Regions from separate parts of the Zea mays genome. Here region 2 is linked to region 1. A link is a contact called in public Hi-C data. All regions are on one chromosome and are shown on one strand. The core of a region is the stretch at or near the end of the contact, and the rest is flanking DNA. Distances in the headings are between cores, read along the strand shown. Region 1 holds the start of LOC606486 (glycosyltransferase). Region 2 holds the start of LOC100278436.

What was found. Hi-C and Micro-C count contacts between places; a contact is called where the count stands out from the background.
Region 2: a Hi-C map of ear shows a contact between it and region 1, with 2.6 times the contacts expected there. The contact joins the promoter of LOC100278436 here to the promoter of LOC606486 in region 1. A contact is called at or near these places in 3 of 25 Hi-C or Micro-C datasets (bundle sheath, ear and tassel).

The regions. Positions count from the first base shown.
Region 1 is chr2:5,453,205-5,457,654 of Zm-B73-REFERENCE-NAM-5.0, reverse strand. It overlaps LOC606486 (glycosyltransferase), which reads right to left and starts at 2,757. Exons shown (of 2, transcript NM_001112340.1): 1 at 2,006-2,757; 2 at 1,348-1,846. The coding sequence starts at 2,757. The coding sequence ends at 1,348.
Region 2 is chr2:5,708,864-5,712,962 of Zm-B73-REFERENCE-NAM-5.0, reverse strand. LOC100278436 reads right to left here and starts at 2,046. Exons shown (of 1, transcript NM_001151715.2): 1 at 1,409-2,046. The coding sequence starts at 1,931. The coding sequence ends at 1,494.

The DNA.
Region 1 (4,450 bases), core at 1,508-4,007:
TCCACGACATTATTTGTTTCATCATTTATTGTTATTTGGGTTGAATGTGTATGTTCAAATATATATGTGCCGCATAATAAGATCTTAGATTTGGTCCCTTAAATTTAACTAGGCGTGCATTGACCAAAGTTTGGTCCCTTCAGAGTCCAGAGGTGCCAGATGCCGACAGCAGTTTTCAGTCTTCACTCTTCAGCACTCCAAACCTTCAAATCTGAATTTGTGTGCATGACAAAAACAACTAAACACCAAAGTAACCATGACGCGCGCATTTTGTACCCAAAATATTACTTACTGGTCTAAAGATTTCCATCGGTGGAGTAGGAAGGATATGTTAGTTGAAGTGATAGGTATGAGTATTTAGAATGACCTGGCTCTGCTTTTGATAGGAGTATGATAAGACAGCTAGGTTAGGTGGCCATGTGGAGCAAATAGAGAGCTTTTGGAGAAAGTAAGGTGTACGTCAATTATATAATCCTTTGTGATTAAACAACACGCACCACGAAGATCATGAAATGATTTGATTTGAAGGAAAACGATTTCCTCAGTCAATGAAGCGCCACGCTGTATGTTTAGTACTCCCTTTGTCCCAAAACAAAATTTGTTTTGGTTTTTAGTTTTTTTGAACGAGCCGGCACGAGATCTACCTGTTCTATTAAAAAAAAGTTTTTTGGTTTTAGTGGATTCATACAATATTTGGTACATGTGTTCTATATATGAGTCTATATTCATCATCACCTAGATAAATATAGATATAAAAATGGAAAACTAAACCGAATACTATTTTGGTACGGAGCTTATATTAAAAGGATGAATCCTAATATCATGGCTGTATTTAGGGAACACTAATTTATAACACGAGGCGCAATGACACGAAGGTGGAAGAACCAACGACACAAGCTCTGTTCATGAAAACGGCAACCACCGGCGGCGTCAGGTAGTGGAGACTGAGATAGACAGATCACAACTCGCAGTCTCAATGTCTGATCTGTACACAACGAGTATTCTGTGACAGTGCTATTGTGCTAACAGTACTCTTTGTGGAATTGTTCTTAAAACAGTCCCTATTATGTTTGGTGGGCATGTGATGTGATCAAGGCCTACGCAAATTGCTTTCATCGCGCCACCCCCACCCCCACCCCCACCGAATCAATTAGGAACACCATAACCAACCATAATTTGAGCAACCAAAGTGTACCTCGTGTCGCACCACGAATCGAAATCTGGTAGATCTATAAGCATGCAACTAGCTAGCATGGGTAATTAACTATCAGGCAGTAATACTAACTGCAGTGCAGGCAAATTTGTATACTTGAAATTCCAAAGTAGCAGGCGAGGTCTCTGTCGAACTTACTCGTGTGGGAATTTGACCTCGTGGAGACTGTCGGAACGCAGCGACCACGCGAGAGCCGCCTGGGCGCAGCTGGCGAGCGGCTCGACGCGGCCGGCGTCGGTGACGAGCGCGAGAGGGCTGGCGGCGCGAGCGTCTGCATCGTCGATGGCGCTGAGATCGCGCACCCACAGCGGCCGCTCCTTGGTGTCCTCCCACAGCGCCCGCGCGTTCACCACGAAGCCGGCCCACTCCAGCCTGCTGGCCATCAGCATGTCGCTCCGGTTCGCCGGCAGCACGGTCTCCTCCGAGACGTGGTAGCCCACCAGCTTCCCCTCCGCGTCGCACGACGGCGCCTGGAGGAAGGACTCGCTGGTGCCGTCGTCCTCGCCGAGGATGCCGACGGGCACGGCGCCCACGGTGGTCACCTTCTGCGCCTCGTCGAACAGCTCCGTACGGAGGATGCTGTTCTCGTCGGCGAACACCACGATGCCGTCCATCCGCTTCGCCCGAATCTCCCTGTTACATTATTAATGAGACGAAGAGGTGGTGAGGGAGATCTGGAATTATGACTTATGAGCAGGAAGGAATCGTGCTAGTTAATGAGCGAGAGGTGATGAGTGCGTGCGTGAGATGAGATCCCATCTCGTGGTTGGAGCATGCGTACAGCGTACGTACCTGAGGGCGTGCATTCGCAGGCTTGCGGTGGAGTCTCCAGGGCCGGTGATGTGGAGGAAGTCGAGGTTGGAGCGGGAGAGCACCGCGGCGACGGCGTCGGTGCGGTGCCCCGGCTCGACGACGATCCACACGAGCTGGGCGTCGACGAGGCGGAGGGTGTGCGCCAGAGACGTGAGCGATGGCACCTGGAGCGCGGAGGTGGTGGTCGGGGTGACGGCAATGACGGGCCTGGCGGGCCCCGCGCCGCGGCGCTTGGCGCTACGCTGCGCGTTCTGGACGGCGGCGAGGATGCGGTGGGCGTCAAGAAGCTCGCTGGGGTTCGGGTGGGGCCAGGCTCGGACGCGGATCGGGTGGCGGCCGACGAAGACGGGGCCGTGGTGGTGGTGGTGCTGCGGGCGCGCGCTGATCTCGGCGGCCACGGTGGTGGTGGTGGTGACGGTTGTCGTGGTGGTGGTGGTGGTGGTGATCGTGGCCATGGCCGTGGCGTTGCCGCCCGCGAGCACGACGGCGGGCGGTGACACGAGCGAGACGAGGTGCGCGGCGGGGTTGATGGGCGGGGTGGGCAGGAAGAGGAGGTAGACGATGAGGCGGGAGAAGCGGAAGCCGACGGCCATGGAGGTGGCGCAGAAGAGCGCGTGCAGCAACAGCCACGCGGCCGGCAGCGAGGGCTTGGCCGGCTCCGGCGCCGCGTCGGGCGGCCCCGCCGCGGACCCCAGGCCCAGCCACAGCGGCCGCAGCAGCGGCAGCTTCATGCCTACCGACCTGCGGACAAGATCCCCTGCGCGCCCCTGGCTCTGCGCTGCGGTTCTCACGCGCGCGGGCGTGCTCCGGCCTCCGGTGCGGTGCTCTCGCAGTCGGTCACAGGCTCACAGCACGCGCTAAGCCAGCCAGCCAGCCAGCGGGCGGTGGCGTTGATGGAGAGCTAGCCGGTGATATAAGCAGCGAGGTGGCAGGTGGCAGGCAGGATAGGCTACCGCTGCAGGATTAACAGGGCGGGGACGACGGGGCGATGCAATTATTAGGAGCGCGGCAGCAGCAGCAGGGGAGGAAGGGCAAGCGGCTGGTGGTGGGGGATGGTTGTGGTGGCCTGGTGGGGGCGTGGGGCTGGATGATGGCCCCTTCCGCGCCCTGGGAATTTGGCAATCGGCAGCGAGGAGCAGTGCCGGCCTGGTGGTCTGGTGCGACACGAAGCGCCCGGAAGGAAAAGGACACCCGAATTGGGTGGGTGGCAGACTGGCAGTGGCATCCAGACTCCAGAAAGGGTGAGAATAATATTTCGGCCGTTAGGCAGGAAAAAAACACGCTTTCGTGCACTGCGCGCCGTCTTAAAGAAAAAGGCCATCATTCCCTTTATGAAGCCCTGACAGCCAGCCAAGGGTATTGAGCTCGGGTAAACGCCTTTGAGCTACAGAGGTGGTTAGGCTATTCACAATGGAGGTTTCATGGGGTGTTTCATGTATTAATTAGTTTGCCACATCAGCTATTTTGATGACATGTCACACCATTTAAGAAGGAAGAGTTTCATGGAGTTTCATGGGGATGAAACCATGTTAACTCGTTTCCAAGATCTTGGAAACTGTGTGAAACCTCCACTGAGAGTGTTTTGTTTCATCTTCATATAATTGAGTAAATTCTATTGGTTATTTATATGTAGCATTTAAGAAGTATGTTGACATATGAAATAGTGAGATGAAACTCTCTATTGAGAGAGGGTATTTCATTCATTCATAAATCTTATGTGGCATTTTTGGAAACAGGGACATGAAATCCCCATCGTGAATAGCCTTACTACTGCTCACAAGCTGAAACGCAGGCATGACGGCATGAGACCATGCGGTGCGGTGCGGCGGCGGTGATAGGTTACCGCGAGGAATCATGGATGTGCGCTAAGCTATGCGGTGGCAGCTGCCGTGTTTGTGCTTCGGATCGTATGGAGCAGACACGAGAACCGACCGACCGACCCTTGCACCCGCAATAAATCTGTTTCGCATTCAGCGCTGCCGCCGTACGTACGCCCCGCTGCCGAACCGGAGCGCACCATCACTAGCAAGGTGGGTACTGTACTGGTATGGTACCGGAGTACGTGGAGGCGTCCCAGGCCGTGGCGAGAGCGTAAAGCAATTCATGAATTCGACCGGTCCAGGACAGAGGCGGGAGGACGCGCCAAACACGGCGCCCGCCGTGTCAGGTCAGGCCGTGGGTCTGAAATGGCGGCCATTCCCAGCTTTTCCGACGGGACGGGAGGATAGATGGTTGGTTTCTATGTAGATATATAGTTTTTTTATTAAGAAATTGTTTTTCTTCTCTCCTATTATTAAGTTGTTTACCACATCAGCAAAAAAAAACTTATATGATAGAGTAATAATTAATGCACCTAGGAACTATGATAGTTTCTGCATTACAAGATTTGTTAGCAAGAAATTCTATATCAACAAAAGAAACTAT
Region 2 (4,099 bases), core at 797-3,296, 260 kb before region 1:
ATCCAAAACAAGTCAAAATACATCTCAATCCCATCCAATACACTCCAATACACATGTAATATCAATAACCGAACAAGGCCTTAATGAGAATAAAACTATGATAAAACTCACACTGCAAATGACCTTGTAACAAGAAGGGCCTGACACGGCAGACTCAGGCCTCGTTAAATGATAGTTATAATAAGGAGGGCAAGATGCGGCAGACTTAAGCCCCGTTTGGTTTGAGGGTGACTAAACTTTAGTCACTTTTAGTCTCTAAAAAAGCAAACATGTTGACTAAATTAGAGTAACTAAACTTTAATTGTTTAGTCACTAAGGGGTGACTAAAAGGGACTAAATTAATGCTCTTCTCCTCTTTCTTCGTGTAGCTAACAACCACTAATTAATAGGGGTAATACATTCATTATTCACACTAATTAATGTTCTTTAGTCAGGTTTAATCAATGTAATCATACATGGACTAAAATTTAGTCTCTAAAGTTTAGTTATGTGACTAAAGAAACCAGACTAGGTCTCATTAGAGTTTCGGTGAAGTTTGGAGGAGGAGGGACTAGGAAGTGGCCTAAAACATGGGGACTCATGCATGCAAGCGTATGTGCATTTCTATCCCTAGCCATGTTACTGTCAGGCTCGCCTTTTCTAACCATGCCTCGGTGAAATGCCAAAAGCCCGGAAAAGGGAAAAGCTAGCTAGCACGCAAGAGCAGCGCACGTCAAGCCGGCCGGGCGGACGGACGGCGAGCGATCGGCGGAAATCTGCGTACATGCAAACCTGGATCTCAAGTATAGTAGGTTGTGACCTCAATAGAGATGGCCAAACGGGCCGGCCGGCCCGTTCCGGGTCCGGTGAAGCCCGACCAAAAATCGGGCCGGGTCTGTTGAGCCCGCGCGCTTATTTTCTGTCCAAACCCGGCCCGCAGCGGGTCTAACCGGGCCGACCCGACCCGACCCGTTTAGCACGAAAAAACGGGTCGAAAAGCGGGCTAAACGGGCCGGTAAGCACGTTTTAGTGTAAAAAACAGGCTTAACGGGCTTAGAGGTAAACGGGCCGTGTCGGGCTAGCCCGCCGTGCCTAGTTTCCTATCTAAGCTCGCCCGCTTATTCGTACCGTGTCGGGCTCAGACCGGACCTAAAAAGTGGGCTTCGTGCCGGGCTCACGGGCCTCATGCTTATTGGCCATCTATAGACCTCTGTACCACAAATCCGGATCAAGTATCACTTTCAGGTCGATCGGCTGATTTTTTGTGTGTGTGTCGTAAACAGTTATCAGCGAGAGCTAGCATATCACGTTCCATCATGTTTGGTTCGGCTTTGGCGTAATCGAGAGCGGTTTCAGCTACCCGGGCACCCCGGCCGTACTCATCAACAGCCAAACAAACAAATAGCAGTAAGAGACAGCAGTGGCTTACTTTAAAGCCTGGCTTACTTTAAATCTGGTTTTAGGAGTACATGAGAACGCAGGACAAGTCTGATGACCCCCAGTGAATTTCACTCTCACACTCCTAAGGCTAAAATTCGGAGGAATATACTCAGGTCGGATGTAGCGAGAACGCACGCGACTGATCTGATCGCCCGGTACGTAGTGCGCGCGGAGTGGGAATGGAAGCAAGCCGCGTCAGTAGGAGATGTCGACGAGCAAGGCCATAGCACGCGCGACGGCGGCATCCTCGCGCGTCCCCTGCACGGCGCGGAGCGAGGCGTACCGGTGGCTCCGCGGCGGGACGGGCCCGGCGCCGGCGGCCGCGTAGCGCCGCAGCTCGGCGTCGTAGAAGGACGCGAGGCCGCGGAGCGCGACGCACGCCCGCGGCAGGTGGCGCGCCAGCGGCAGCGCCAGGTTGAAGGGCCACAGCAGGAACGCGAACTGGAACGCGCGCAGGAACCCGGCCGCCACCGCCGGCGCGGCGAGGAGCGCCACGTGGACCGGCATCGCATCGGTGAGCCTCCCTGGATGACGTACGACGATGTGCGCTCGCGGCTCGCTTGCTTGCACTGGACCTATCCGTCTGTCTGTCTGTCTAATGTCTATCGTTCTATCCCTCTGTGCTTTGCCATGGCTATATGCTGGCCGACAATATATGGCGAGAGATGTTACCGTATATAAGTGCGCCGCCACTAATTGATCGTTCCTCCTGTTGGATTTGGATATTTCCAGAGCAGAGGACTGGTAGCAGCTGACGATTGTTGTAAGCACGTCTTTGTTCCAGTCATAGCTTGTAACTGGGAGCGAGAGAACAGCGGGCCGAAGCAACCAACCAACAATCTCGCATGGATGTCCCCGTCAATCAGCAGGCCACACAGTGCTGTTTCTATTTTTCTGGAAGGAGCAAGCAAAATCCCTGCAACCGCAAGAGAACAGCCGTGCAGACGGGGAGACACCGTCTCTTTCAGAAACGGATGAAGGCATGCAAGGTGATGGTTTTACACCGCGGACCGTTCCGGCAAACCGATTGCGGGGATTTATACATGTATTATATATGGATAGATAAGCGTAATTATTTCACATGGATCGCCAGGCGCTGCAACTGCAATGCATCGGATTTATAAACAAGACGCGGATGCATCGACCGGCAACGGCAAGCACCGCGTCGCTTTCCATCGGCACCATTCCATTCCATGGACCATGGACCATGGGCAATAACCGGCGGATCGGGCGGTGCATGGTTTTTTTTTTGAGAAATTCGGGGGGAGAGGTACCCCACCTTTTCATTGCCATTAGTAAGGGCCTATACATGGTCAAGTTACATGTCGGATAAGATTGTTACAGAGGAGGAGAAGAGGAGAATACCATCACCCAGGCAAGGGACACATGACGATCCGAGTGAGGTAATCTACAAGACCACAACTCCGCGTCCTCACGGCAGCCAGCCATGAGACGCGTATAACACGGGGAAAGCGAGCGGAAGGCGACATCATGACGGTGTTTCCAGAGACGCCAACAACATAGGAGGAGGAAGGTATTGAAGTGTGCGGTGGGCATGTGAACAGGGGGCTGAACATGCCAAAGTTGTTGCGCATCCTCCTCAGAAATGTTCATCCCCAACCTTGCCCAGAAACCAGCTGCGAAAGGACAACCAGCGATCAGATGCGATGAACTTTCCACAGCCAACGAACAGACCTCGCATACACTGTCATCAACGCAATGTTTTCTGAGGAGGTTCTCCTTGGTCTGAATCCTGTTTTGCACCAACAGCCAGCCGAAGAATTTGACCTTAGGAGGGGCACAATTCTCCCAAATGAATTTATAGTACTCACAGCCTTCTCCATTGGAGACAACTGCACGATAGACAGATGAGGAGCTAAGCTTATGCAATCTGTCTTCCCAGGGACACACACGTACATCTGGGGTATTTGTTAACACCACTGAAAGTCGCCTAGAGGGGGGGGTGAATAGGGCGAAACTGAAATTCACAAATATAAACACAACTACAAGCCGGGTTAGCGTTAGTAATATAGAAACGAGTCCGCAAGAGAGGGTGAAAAACAAATCCCAAGCAAATAAGCAAGTGAGACACGGAGATTTGTTTTACCGAGGTTCGGTTCTCTCAAACCTACTCCCCGTTGAGGAGGCCACAAAGGCCGGGTCTCTTTCAACCCTTCCCTCTCTCAAACGATCCACGGATCGAGTGAGCTTTCTCTTCTCAATCACTTGGAACACAAAGTTCCCACAAGGACCACCACAAGTTTGGTGTCTCTTGCCTCAATTACAAGTGAGTTTGATTGCAATGAAAGAATCAAGAAAACACGATTGAAAAAGCCAAGCGACAAGAGCGACAAATAACACACGGATCACTTTCTCTCTCAAGTTACTAATCACTAATGATCTCTTTTCTCAATTGTGAAACTTGGAGAGATGGAGGCTTTGAATGTGTCTTGGAATGGATTGCTAGCTCTTGTATTGAATGTTGAAGGTTGGAATGCTTGGATGAAGTGAATGGAGGTGGTTGGGGTTGTATTTATAGCCACCAACCACTTCCTAGCCGTTGGGCCATTCTGCCGAGCGCGGACGGTCCGCCCTCCTGGTGCGGACGGTCCGCCCCTGTAGATCAACGGCTGAAAATGCAACGGTCAGCAGTAACGGCTATATCAACGGCTATATTGCA